Linked DNA regions of Capsicum annuum: region 2 is linked to region 1. Evidence: chromatin contacts called from public Hi-C data. All regions are on one chromosome and are shown on one strand. The core of a region is the stretch at or near the end of the contact, and the rest is flanking DNA. Distances in the headings are between cores, read along the strand shown.

Region 1 (7,020 bases), core at 2,173-4,672:
ACTTTCTTCTTCTTCTTTTATTGATAATCATTTTCAAATTTAAATTTTTATTTATCTTGAGAGAATTATCGTTATATGCAAAGATATTGATTAATATTTGTTTATATAACTTAATAATATTTTATTGTATACATTCAACGTAGCAATAATAGAAATTTTTACTCTCATGTTTAGTACTAATAAAATTATATTTATGTCCTTACTTATTTTTTTTATTCAGAATACTACCGTGATAGTAGTATTTAAAACTAAAAAAATATCTTTGAGAATTATATTTTAGCATCCTTTTTTGGTCATAGAGATAAGAAGATTAAGTCATGATGCTCATCAGTTTTTTTTTTTTTTTTGAATAACTAGCAAAGTATGTATATTTTTTTTACTAATTTTATATGTCGTTTATATTTTTTATGTCACATAACTAAAATCTCAATAAGCAACAAATCAAATGAACGTTAAAATAAACTTAAATTCAAATTCAATATTTTATACTTTGAAATTTAGGAGAAGAAAATTCATTTGCTTATGAAATATAACATAAAAATAATTATATTCAAAGTCATTCTAGAATTGTAGTAATTGTTGTAACAGTAGCATTATTATTATTATTATTATTATTATTATTATAATAATAATAATAATAATTTCATTTTAAATATTTATTCCAATTTAAGTTCGAATGTATAGATTATAAGATAAATATGAAAAAAGTAAGGATTAGGATTTTTTTTTTTTACCAAATTAATATTATAGTATTTGAATTTGAATTTAAAAGATTAGAAATACTTAAATTTGAAACTATTAGAAATTAGAAAATATTAATAAGGGTTTTTATTTATTTATTTTTTTATTTTTTTTTTGGGGGGGGGGGGAGGGGGAAGATATTTTAATTGATTTATTCTGATTTAGAATTATAAAAATATGAAACATAAAAAGTTTTTTACAATTAAATAATTATTTTTACTCATATAGATTTGATTAGAGGAGAGAGATGGATATTAACAATCTAATATCTTTAAATTGTGGATAGTAAAATTTAAAAAATATAAAATCTAAAAGTATTTTTTATAATTATATGATTATTTTTTTTTTGTATATATATTTGGTTAGAGGTGAGGGGATTTGGTGGGGGTAGGGTAAAATTTATTTTATTTAAAACTTGAGGGGTGGAGGTGATAGAGATAGAGGTGGGGTTAGGGGTAGGGGTGGAATGTGGCTGAGGGGTAGTAGTTTTTTTTTTTGGCATTTCATTGAGAAATAATATGATAGTTGAATTTTTCTTTAAGATAATATAATTTAACATGTTCGCAGAAATATTAAATCATAAAATGCAGAAATATTATTCACGCATCACGTGGGTACATATACTATTTCAATTTAAAATCATCAAATAATACGACCGAAATAATTCCTCCTTTCCTTCAGAGCACGTGTTCTTGATCTAGTGTCTGTTTGGGATAGCTTATTTTCCCACAAAAGCGCTTATTTTGAGGAAAAAACACTTTTTGTAAAAGGATGTTTGGTAAACTTGTCAAAGTGCTTTTAAAAAGAAGAAAAAACAGAAAATTTCTGCTTTTAAAAAAAACAGAAGCAGAAAAAAAAATTTCATGACAAAAATTATCCCTATCACCACCTCACGCATTTTTTTTGAAAAGAAGATGTTTGGTAAACTTGTAAAAGTGATTTTAAAAAGAAGTAGAAATAGTTTTTCTACTTTTGGGAAGATAGTTTTTCTACTTTTGGGAAGAAGCAGATTTTTTTTTTAAAGCAGCAGCAGAAAATATGTTTTTTCATGACAAATTTCCTTACCACTCACACAAACACTCTCTCTCTCACACACACATTATATATATCTATATCTATAATATATTAAAAGTGTGAAGGGTCTTAGAAATGTTGTTTGAACTTTTTGCTCTTCATTAAAAGTTTTTGCTTTAGACAAAATCGTCTTTTCACTATTTTTTTCTATTATTTATGAGTTAACAACAACAACAAACCCAGTATATTCCCACATAGTGGGGTCTGGGGAGGGTAAAATGTATGTAGTCCATACCACTACCCCCAAAGGAGTAGAGAAGCTGTTTCCGATAGACCCCCGGCTCTATTATTTATGAGTTAAAAATTAATTAAATATATTTATGGTAAAACCTTTCCTTATTAGAAGTCATCTGAATTTTAATATTTTTTTCCTAATTTAAGAGTTGGAAATTATTAAACCTATTTATGGTAAAATCTTTCCTTATTCGAAGTATCAAAATTAATAACAACTAATACTTTTTCTATTAATTTATAAATTCTAAATCAACTAAATTTGATTTTAAAAAGGTTTAGAAAATCTAGAAATAAATATAAAACTATTAGAATAAGAAAAATTTAAGAAAGACCACATTTTAAAAAAGTTTTAAGTACATAATAAGAATGCAATCAATGATTTTGTAAAGATTTAACTTTAAAAATAAGGAAAAATTCTAAATATATATATATATATATATATATATATATATATATATATATATATATATATTTGTATGTATGTATATAAACGTAACACAAATATGATTAAAATCAATGTGTCTCTCTCTCAGCTTGTGGTAATAAGAGAAAGGGGTACTATATGACAAACACAAAAGTAATGATTCATCAACCAATTGAAAAATCTGATGGTAAAACATATATGTGTATATGTTTATGCTTACATTATTATATGAAAGTGTGAAAGATTTTTGAAAAGTGATTTGAACTTTCACATTTTATTAAAAGTTTCCGCAATAGACAAAATCATTTAATTTTAAAGAAATAAACGTTACACGTGCAAGACACGTGCGGTTAAACTAGTAATAATAATAATATGAAGTGTGTGTGTGTATATACCCCTTATTAATTAATTAACATATTTAAACAAAAAAAAATTAATTAACATATCTTATAAGTTTGATTTTAAAATTTTATATGTCATATTTACGTTATAATTCTTTATTTTATTTTATGATTTATATATTATTATTATTTTATTTTTCACTTATTTTCTTTAAATAAATTTTAAAATATCATTGATGATTATGACAGGAGAATATATAACTTTTTATTTTTTATTATTAATAATAAATTAATTTTAGTAGTAAAAGTTACATGTCCTTTTTGGTTATTTTGAAAAAAATTATCCAAACAGAATTTATTTATTAAAAATACTTTTCATAAGTATTTATCAAACATAATTTTATTTTTGAAAAGCATTTTTTTTAAAATTATTTTATAAAAATGTTTCTCGGCATTTTTGTAAGGGCAATGCACACGGACTCGAATGCCATTCACATGACAAAACTGTATTACCATTCTGCCCATCAAAACATAGAACATCTGTTTTGCTGAGCTGAGGGTAATTAAGTAAATTAAAGCACCATCTATAACACAAATACTCAATTCCACACGCCTCGATCAGCTCTTGAGATCGTTCCCTCTCAAAGTCCTCCCTCTTCCCTCTATATAATAACCCACCCTTGTCGCTCAATAAAGATCTTCTTCTCCCTTTCATATAAAAGATTCTTCTTTCAAATTCTATACCGCTACTAATTACCCCACCACCTTCAAGCAATCACCCTTTCTCAGCTCCAATTCAGCACAGTTTTTAAAGCAAACCCTAGTTTTACATTTTGCTTTCAAAGGTCTGGATCTGACCCATTTTTCATCATCAGCTAATGTTGTTTCAATAAAATTTCCATTGTAATTGTAACAATTCCTTTAAGAGTTCAATCGGAGCGAATTTGTGATACATTATACTCCAGTTTAGTTTTCCGTCTTCTATTAGATATGTTATAAAAATCTGATTTTGCTTTAGCAAGAGCAGTCTTGGGGATTAACTATTGATAAGACAAATCAAAAAATTGGGTAGGGGAAGGGGCATAGTTGATATTCATGTTTTCCCTTTATCTAGGCAAGGAATTATTACTGTCCATTTCACTGGCATTCTCACGTATTAACTTTGTCTACCAAGATTTTGACAGAAAAAATAAATCAAATAGATTTTTTTTATACGTTTGTTGAGATTGGATCCCCGGCCTTCTATGGTTTGGAGGAATAACTATTTTCATAATTGATGAAGAGATATTGACTCTGTAGAAAATGTAGATAGCTTTTAGTATTGGGGAACCCAATATTGTCTAAATTGAGCTACATTGACAGTGAGGATTTATATAGTATGCCCAACTCAAAATAGAGCTACATTGACAATGAGGATTTATATAACATAGCCAACTAGTTTGGGGTTGATGTGCAGTTGTTGTATTGTTTATCAACCAGAATATTGATTGTATCTGCTACTTTAATTCCTTGTTGTAGTGTTTCGTGTACGGTAGGGACTAGGTGAAAAGAGGAATGGCGGATCAGGCATTAGAGGGGAGCCAGCCAGTGGATCTTTCCAAGCACCCTTCTGGAATAGTTCCTACTCTCCAGTACGTTTATTCTTATCACTTCTACCAACTTTATTACATATATAGGCCAGTAATAGGGTCTATGAATTGTTTACAAGCCGTTGGTTGTTAACTCCTGTCTCGAAAACTTAGTATCTTATTTGATTTCTTTCAAAATGAAATGTAATAATGTAACACCTTGTATCTGTTGCTAGTGGGAGGTGATAGATATCCCGTGGATTTAGTTGAGCTGCGTGAAAGCTTGCCTGGCACCATGGTTATCAAAAAAATTTTCAAATTGTTGTTTAGGAAAATAAATATTATCAATTGAATTGAAATGGAGGGAGTAGCATTGATATCCACCAGTCTTGCTTTTCACCTAAACATACTGCTCATTTTCTTTTTACACAAGTGATAAAATTACTTCTGATATGTTTAGGTTGATTGGTGCAAGCGGCAATACTGTGTATTTTAAAAGTATATATTTCACTAAGTGACTATGTATCTGCCATTCTTATCCATTGCTAGGAATATTGTCTCTACGGTTAATTTGGACTGCAAGTTGGACCTGAAAGCTATTGCACTTCAAGCTCGAAATGCAGAGTACAATCCAAAGGTATATTTCTGTGCTATAGTTTGTTATTGTAGTTGGTGATAAGGTAATAGATCCTCTTAATGCATATTCATGATGTGTTTTATCTAATATGTGAATGAAGCTATGTACTATTAGGGGTCGTTTGGTTGGGAACCAAGTTATGCTGGGATTAGTTATACTGGGATTACTTGTCCTTCCTGAGATTAGTTTTTGATGGTTGTTTGGTTTGTGGTACTAAAAATAATAGGCATTACATTCTTTTTAAGAATAGATAGTTTGTTTACAAAAATACCCTTCACCTTATTTATCTTAATTATTTTCCTTCATATTAAATACAAAAGAAATTAAAAAGTTACTAATTTTTTTTTGAACTTTAGTAGATTCTTTTTCCTAAAAATACATATTAAGAATTTTTTGTTGATATTTCTTAAACGTGTATGAAGTGTTAATATTTCATGTTAAATTATTTATTTTGTCCTAAATTTAATAAAATGTTGGTAATTTCATTTTTTGTTAAAAAAGCTTCATTATCAAAAATTATAAAAAAGAATTACTCTCATTTTTCATTATTTAGTATCATTAATATTTGGAGAGTTAAAATTGTGTTTTAAAAAAAAAATAAAAAAATTTCAAACATTTAGCTATATATAAAAAATAATTTTTTATTTAATAATTAAGCATGTACTAAGTTGGAAAGGGAATGTCAAGATACTTTAATTACTTGTCCATGATAAATTTGTTAGGAAAAATGACAATTTGAAGTAAGATTAATAAACATTTCTAAGAAATAGAAAGTCAATAAACCCTTGGATCAATTTTGAATTTGATTGTGTAAATAGTTTTTATGGTGTCACTATCATTTTTTCTTGACTCCTTACTTTTATAGCATTTAATAAGCTCATATAATTGTTTAAATTTATCAAAATGGATGAAAATTTGTAGAGTAATTAAACTTTAAATTAGTGATAAAATTGACACAAAATATTTGATGTGAGGACTACCAAAATCTCACTTTCTCTCTTTTATATAGTATTAAAGTAAAGAAGTAATATATATATATATGAAAAGTGATAATTGGAGGATATTTTTGCCATTTTAAGGCTTTATCCCAAGGTAAATAATGTTGGGATTATTTATACCACTCATAGAGTGGGATAACTTATCCCGGTACTATTTGTTAATCCCGGGATAAGTTATCCCGAACTTGACAACCAAACAAGACACCAAAATTTTTATCCCGGGACTATTTTTTTATCCCGGGATTATAAGTTTTAATGCCTCACACCAAACGGCCCCTTAGATCTTCTTATGACACTGTCAGAGATTTGCTAACCTGTTGCTTTCAAATGATTTGTTTTGGACGTCATGATTTTGAAAAGGAAAAGAAAAATGGAATTTGTTTCTGTCGTGGTTGTGAATGTTGGGAGATAATAGAAGCTTCTTGCAGTACTAACTACTAAATGAACTTTATTTGAGCATGTGAATATTGTTTTGCACTATAACTTATGAGGCAATTGACAATTTTTCTCTCTTTAGCAGTTTCCAATTGACCTTTTTATATAAGGATTTCCCTCCAAATGATTTGTTTTAATATTTAAGTTTATGATTTCTTCCCATCTGTTCAACAAAGAACAAAGTTACTGAACCTATGTTGGTGGGAGGTAGCAAGTACTTGGTACCCCATGGAATGAGTCGAGGTTTGTGCACACTGGCATAGACACTGAAGTCATAAAAAATGTCTAATCTTGTAAATGAATTTGTTTGACTCATTGCTTTCCATTTTCAAAGATTTAGTTCTCCTTGAAAGAAATGTAAAGAAGGGGTGCCTTGGAGTAACCGGTAAAGTTGTTGTCATGTGACTAGGATGTGACTAGGAGGTCACGGGTTCAAGTCATGGAAACAGACTCTTGCATAAATGCAATGTTGACTTTCTGAACTTGGTCTACAAGTGGCGCCCCACAGCATAATTCAGCTTGAATTTTGATGAAAGGCTGGTGGTTGTTCTTTTACTAAAATGAGTAT
Region 2 (7,020 bases), core at 1,207-3,706, 140 kb before region 1:
ATGAAAATCATTAAATTCATGAATAAAATCATAATTTGGGTATAAGGATGAAAGGAATTCCTCATTGGATACCCACATACCTGGATGTAAAAGCCTTGGATAAATTTCTTGGGATTGAACTTTAACTTGAAGAACCTTAATTGGCTTTAGGGAGAAAGAAATAGCCTATTTTTACTATATGATGAATGATTTCTGAGTTATGATAGGTTAAGGTAATATTTATGATTGATAACTATTGTTTTAGAGGGTTAAACGACGTATTTTTGGAGCTAAAAGGGTGGGAAAGACCAAAAAACCCTTAGAAATCATCTGGAAGTAGTCCTAACGACTTAGGTCATAACTTGTAGGGTCTGACCATGATTCGTGACTTCAGTCTTGTTTAGAAGTCCAATTTCAGCCTCTACTATCCAGATTACAACTCCCTTCTAATACCCCATAATGAGACATTACAAGTTATAGTCTGGGCATCTTTGACAGTGTTTCAGTATTTTGGTCATAACTTCTTACCTTGATATCGAATTTAAGGAAAAATTGGTATCGTTGGAAATATAATTCAATTATCTATCTGTTGGTGAGTCTTGAGCTCAAAAATTCTTAGTAGAACAGAAGTTATGCTTGTTTGAAGATGACTACAATTATATTTTTCACAAGAATCTATTCGTTAAGGGATGTTTTGACTTGTCTATATGTTAGGAGCTATTTGTGACTTTAATATGTGTCTAAATCACTATAAATCTATCAAAACATGAGTTTTGATCTTGTATGAACTTAAAGCATGGTTCTAACATTGACTTGAATTTTTGGGGTGTCATAAAGTAGTAGTAGAGTCTGAATGTATGAAATCCATCGCTACCTCGTAAAGCTCCAAATATTACCCGAATCAACCAATGTGGGGCATACCCGAACTAGAATCTGCACCAAAAGAATATAGAAGAAGTGAGTACGGTTCACTTATACTCAGTAGGTATCATAGGCCAACTGTGAAAAGTAGATAATAAAGCATACAAAATAAACACCAGGGGCATGCATCTGCAATTAGAAAACGTCACACAAAATAGTTCTATAATACTTACATATATTGAAACATACACAAAAAAGGACCACAAGTATACATCATATGACATAAAAGTAAATAACAGAAGGACAACATATACAAGAACATCAAGTACAAGTAAAGAAAGATATAACAAATGGATAGGTAACAAGTCAAGACAGAAATACAATCACATCACAAGCATAATAAAGTAAAAAAAATAATGAGAATGATGATGATGAGGAGGAGGAGGATGTAATGCATGAGGTCATCACACAACCTCTGAGACTGTCGCACAGCCTCCGTATACACCTAAGGAGATAAAGCTACAATACATAGGACCCATGGATTCATATCCATATCTTCTCCACGGCACATCCCTCGGAGAAAGTTTTTATAAGATATCACATTTTTCTATCAGAAAAAGCCAAAGTTTTTAATAAAATCAAAATATTTATTTGATCTTAATAAAAACTTTTCAAAATAATTTTATACGTAATTTTATCATTTTAAGTAGCGATTATATATTATTGTGTTCAATTATACGAAATTTTATAATTTTGTTACTTAAATATTTATTTTACAAAATATCAGATTTTAATCAAAGGCTTATCTTGAAAATAAATTCAAATAATTAAAATCTTTATTTGAATATAATTTTCTCTCAAAAATAATTTATTTGTATGAATATGTGTTTGATTTTATTAAATTAAGAAGCTCGGAATTGAAATAAGGATTTAATTAGTATCAAATTTCAATTTAATTTAGCCAATTTATTAAATTTAATCATAATGAAAATCAAATTGGCCACGATTGCAGTGCAAATTGACCAATTTAATTTTTAATTTGGTCAAAATATTAATTGAATTTGGGCTAAATCCTAAATCTTAATTTGGGATTACATTTAAAATAATCCCAAAATCCTTTTAACCTTCTCCATTTTTGGGCCACAAAAGCAGTCCAAAAAATTTTCTCCACTCAGCCATAAAACCACTAAACCCACCAGCCCATAACAATAGTCCGCCCTAGCCCAAACCAAAAATCCGACCCGGCCCACAACTTTAGTCTCTCCCTTATCAGCAACAACAAAACACCACACCAAATAATGATCTCAACACCGACCAACAATATTAGCAGAAAAACCCAAAACCCGATGATCCGCGAATCAACCCGACCTGAATTAGAATCAGCTCTAAACAACAATAGTGATGCGTACAATATCCACCAGCCACGACAAAAACAGCAAAATCCCATACCCGATAACCATCTTCAACCCGTCGAAGACCCAACCGACCCAACCCTTCTCCACGTGCATCTCACATGGGTACGTATGAGGAGGGCTCGAGAAAGTTCTAGAACAAACCTAGGTGTCGTTCCCCAACGGGTAATTCCACAAATCTCAGGCACGATGGTACGATTCCGTACATATTTGGTGAATTCCTATTAGTTCTTGAGGGAATTCATTTTGCGAAAAATTCTATTAGTCCATCCATCCAGATTTATCCGAAGAAAATCCAAAAATTAGTACAAAAATTTAGGGATGAAAACCGAAGCGGGGGGAGATTTCCAATTTCCAATTTTCTATTTTTAGAAATCCCTAATTTACCCCATATACGCCTTTCTATAAATGACTCAACGTGGACCAATTTTTAGATGGGAAAAAAATCTCTTTTAGGTCCAAAAAAGAGAAGAGACAAAGGATTTTGGAAGCAAAAACATAAGAAAAAATAGTAAAAGGAGAAGGGGCTTTTCTTTTAAGTGAAAAAAAGAAGAGAGAGAAGAAATATATTTTGTTTTCAGCACGAATTCTTGAAGGCAGTAGGCTAATCGTTTTTAAGATCTTTTTCCGTGGTGTTCACAATTCCGACGAAGCTCATTGTTGCGTTTGGCTACCCCGAAAGGGGTAAACATACTCTCGTCCCTTTTAATTTCATCATTTTCTTCTTCTTCCTTTTTAACCATAGAATCAGTTAACTGCTTAGTTGTAATCGTGATAGCATTAGGTTTGCTTGCCGTAGACGTCGTTGATGGCCATAGGATTTGTTTGTGGTGACTATTGTTGTGTCGTTTTAATTGGTTTAATGATGTTCGCCCTATTGTTGATTCCATATATTTTTTATTTTACTGTTTTGGAATCATAATCTCGTGTTAATCTTACTGGTCAGTTGTTAAATTTTCCGTTAGTATATATTGTGAACATGTTGTGCTTTTTCGTATGATTCGATACATCTCGTCGTGGGGTTTAAACTACTGTTCTTATATTGACTTTGTTTAAATTGTCCGAAACATAGTGTTCTTCCGATCTGTTGCTCTTCGATGCAGCTGTGAGCTCAATGCGTTGGTATCACAATTTGAATTCTAGTTTTTCTTTCAAAGTCATTACAATCTCTTGAAAATTGTGGTCTATTTTTGCTAATATTTAGCTGAGCCTTCTTTATTTAAGTCCTCTTTGTTGCCTTAGTTCGATGTTGCTACTGTTTCGCCTATTTCCTTACCTTGTTTTATGCTTGTCTTCGAGTTGTCGTGAGCATGTAAAGATGTTCCTCAAATTCCTATTGGCAAGAAATGTCAAAGAAGGGATGAAGGATACATTATATAGGTCTTTGCTTTGATGGAAATCACAACTGATGGGTTATTGTTTTTCTTGGCATCGTAATGCTAGTCTTGATGCACTAGCACGAATATGTTTAATGTAGTCTAATAGCCATAGGAAAAAGAAGAAGAATAATGTTCTTTTATATCTCTTATGGCTTCAAAGTTTCAGTTTTTAATTGTTTTATGTAAGTGGATTCTTTCCTTATTTTTCTCTCTTTTTTCCCTGACTATCCGAACGCCTTGGTTGTTTTATTTCTTCCTTATTGACATTCACTGGCTCCTGATTTCTGATTCAATTTCTTAATAGGTTCAAAAAATATAACTCACAATTTTTGTCTTAATGTTTCAAGTTCTAGTTGTTGCATTCTTAACGCACTAGTTTGATATTAATTGTGTAGTTTAGGATCGTTAATTCACATGTTGTGTCAACTCAGATGCTATATGTCGTGGTCCTTTCATTCATTGCATTCTTTTTGTTACCACTACAAAAATTCCAGTTTGTATTGGGTTCATCTTGTGAAAGGATTGAAATTGTTTTCCTAAATCATTCTTTGGTTCATAATACTTGATTAGTAGTCTGTTACCTTAGATTATTTCTTCTTCCCTTTCTTTTCTCCAATCTGTAAAAGCTGAATCTGATTGCACCTAGTTGAATTTTGTCGAACATTAGACATGAGGATTTTCTTACAATGGTTGGTTTTCTGGTTTGCTGAATTAGCATGTGTTAATTGTTCTTTCTTTTGCCTATTTGTTGAATCTCTTAAATGTCCAATTCACGCTTTTATTTCACCTCACTCTCTCTAAGCTCCCCAAAAAAATGTAATTGTGTAGGCTTTGTTTTGCTGACAATCTTCCATTTACTTTCTTTGGATGACCTGGACATATCTTTATGAATCAGCGTATGAGTATCTCTCTCAGTATTAGGAAACTTTCTGGGTGATTTGTGGATGATATATTAATTCTTTCTTCTTGTTTTCTTTTCTTTGCATGAACCCACTTCGGAGTCCCATCGGACTCTTTGCCTTTTGTATATAGGCCAATAAGGCCTATCTTTCGAGTCAGGCCCCAAAAGAAAGTCTAAAGCGAGTTCCAAGGCATATGGATGCAAGGAGTCGAAGGAAGAAAATGAACTAAAGTCTCATATTTGAAGCTGCTAAGAGACTTAAAAGTCTCATTTACTTGCCTATTTAGTTATTTATTGTTGTCTCATGTATTCATTTATTTGTCGTCTTATTTTTTTTTTTCATTCATTTAGGCCTCAAAGCCAAAGTTGTCAATTTAATACAGGTGGAACAAATTTTGGGTCGAAAAGGCTCTAAAACTAGACTAGGACAGGTGAAATGGGTCGAAAGCTCAATTAAACTAGGACAGGTTTCATTGTTTTGGGCCCAATGGTCTTAAATCTTTTACTTTCTCCTCTCTTTCCCCTTTTATGTGTTTATTTGATTATTAGTTTTGTTTAGACTTAGTTAAAATCCCTACTAAGTCGTTTAAATCTATTTTGCACAAGTTTTTTCTAAAAAAATCGATCATTTTTCAACAAATAAATCTTTTTGTAGTTAGTCAAAAGATGTTTTCAAACAGTTCGGATAATCGCAAGTTAGCAGACATTTTAGGTGCTTTAATAATCTTTCTAAAACGTTAATAGAAACTGCTTACTCTGAATCTTCGAGTTTAACTGATTTGCTTATTTTGGATTGGTTAAAGTAAATTTATAAAGGTTTTTTAATTCTTTTTCAAAATTAAGTGGCGACTCTTAAAAAGCTAAAATTTTTGTAAAAAAGAACCAATGTTTCATGAAGCTACATGCTCACAAACAACTACACTTATCTAACTAATAGACCTACCAAGTAAGCCTAATATCCATTCAATATTTTCAACCATCCATGAATACCAAATTAATTTATATGTCAATAGAGTATGAACACATCACAATATACAATTGATACCACAATAGGCTTTTCATCAAACAACATATGATTATTTTTCATGCATATAGGCTATCAACATCACATAGGATCCCACACGGTCACACATAGAACATAGCATCCCAAAACTATCAAATACATCACATATAAGCCCCCACACAGGCACAACACAATAAGATAGCCATTTTTTATAATTAGTTTTCATACTCTTAACCTTTTGTATCAAATTAACTATCGAGCTTGGTTTGAAAAAAGTTAAAGCCATAGCCTACTTTGTAAGTCGAAAACTAGAACAAAAGCCTTAAATCCCAAAGCCTCACTCCTAATGAATGGTCCCAAAATCAACTAAAACATAGAAATATTGAATCTATGCGTCAAAAGAAAGCCAACAATACCCATATTGCCTAGTTTCAAGTCGGGATCAAAACGGACCCTCGAACTAGATTTTTAAAAAAGAAGGAAAAAATTATAAATTTATTCCAAAAATATGTATTTCATATTTTTGGGAGTCTACAACTAAAAATCCAAGCAAAAAGAAGTTAAAAATGAGGTCCAAATTGAAGAAAAAATATTTCCAAGCTTTACTGGGTAAAATTTTTCGAAATCCATTTAAAAATCGAGAATTGAAATTGTTTTGAAGATGAAATTGAGGAAAAATGATAATTATAGGAATAGAAACTCACCCAAGTGAAAACGGGTAGAAATAGGGGCTTAAATTGGAGAAATACCATTTTTAGGTCATACAGGTTAAAATTTCAAAATTTCATACTTTAATTCAAGTTTAAAATAAGAAATAGATGATAAAGATTGAAAAAAATAATTAAAATAGGTGTAATGGAGCTTACCCAAGCTTAAAAGAGGAGAAAGTTGTTAAAAAACACAAAACTTTAAGCTCCAAGTCTAAAAACTGGTGAAAAATAGCGAAACATGGGTATTTATATACCTAGGCATTGTGATCGCGCACCAGGTGTCGTGATCGTGGTATCTGGATGTCAGGGGTATCACAATCACAGAAAAGGTGTCGTGATCGCGACACTTGACCTACATTCTTTATCGCAATCGCGACTCTAGCTTCACGATCGCAGGTGCACTAGCTAGGGACTTGGTGCATTTCAAGTTTCCACGGGCCCTTGGGATTCATTCGAAATCCTATGAATGTAAAAGAATATGCTACTGTATTAAATTCGATTCTCCGGACTTAATAACGATATCATAATTTCAAAAATCCATCATTTTTTAGAAAGTTGACTTCCGAAAAACCAAAATCACATCTTTCCTAATCAAGGATCGAAATGAGATTTAAAAGTTATAAAACCACATCAACGATGTTACCAACATAAAATCGGTGTTCCGGATCTGCTGGCATAATCTGTTTCATCATCTGATGCATAGATCAAAAGAAGTTGACTGAAGTCAACAGCTCTCGAAGCCACCAAAAACCACAATATCACATAAAACATCCCA

What was found. Hi-C and Micro-C count contacts between places; a contact is called where the count stands out from the background.
Region 2: a contact with region 1 is called in a Hi-C map of leaf, with 2.7 times the contacts expected there. The contact joins the enhancer-like site here to the promoter of LOC107878107 in region 1. A contact is called at or near these places in 3 of 5 Hi-C or Micro-C datasets (leaf and placenta).

The regions. Positions count from the first base shown.
Region 1 is chr1:84,355,875-84,362,894 of UCD10Xv1.1, reverse strand. LOC107878107 (TATA-box-binding protein) reads left to right here and starts at 3,422. Exons shown (of 10, transcript XM_047396957.1): 1 at 3,422-3,659; 2 at 4,350-4,445; 3 at 4,932-5,019. The coding sequence starts at 4,369.
Region 2 is chr1:84,494,282-84,501,301 of UCD10Xv1.1, reverse strand. No RefSeq gene overlaps it. Among protein-coding and RNA genes, the nearest start is that of LOC124897801, 52 kb to the right of the region's middle. Within about 2 kb of position 2,456, at least 5 of the 5 cell types and tissues checked have an H3K27ac peak or open chromatin away from gene starts, as enhancers often do. A contact at or near this core is called in leaf, where this site is marked.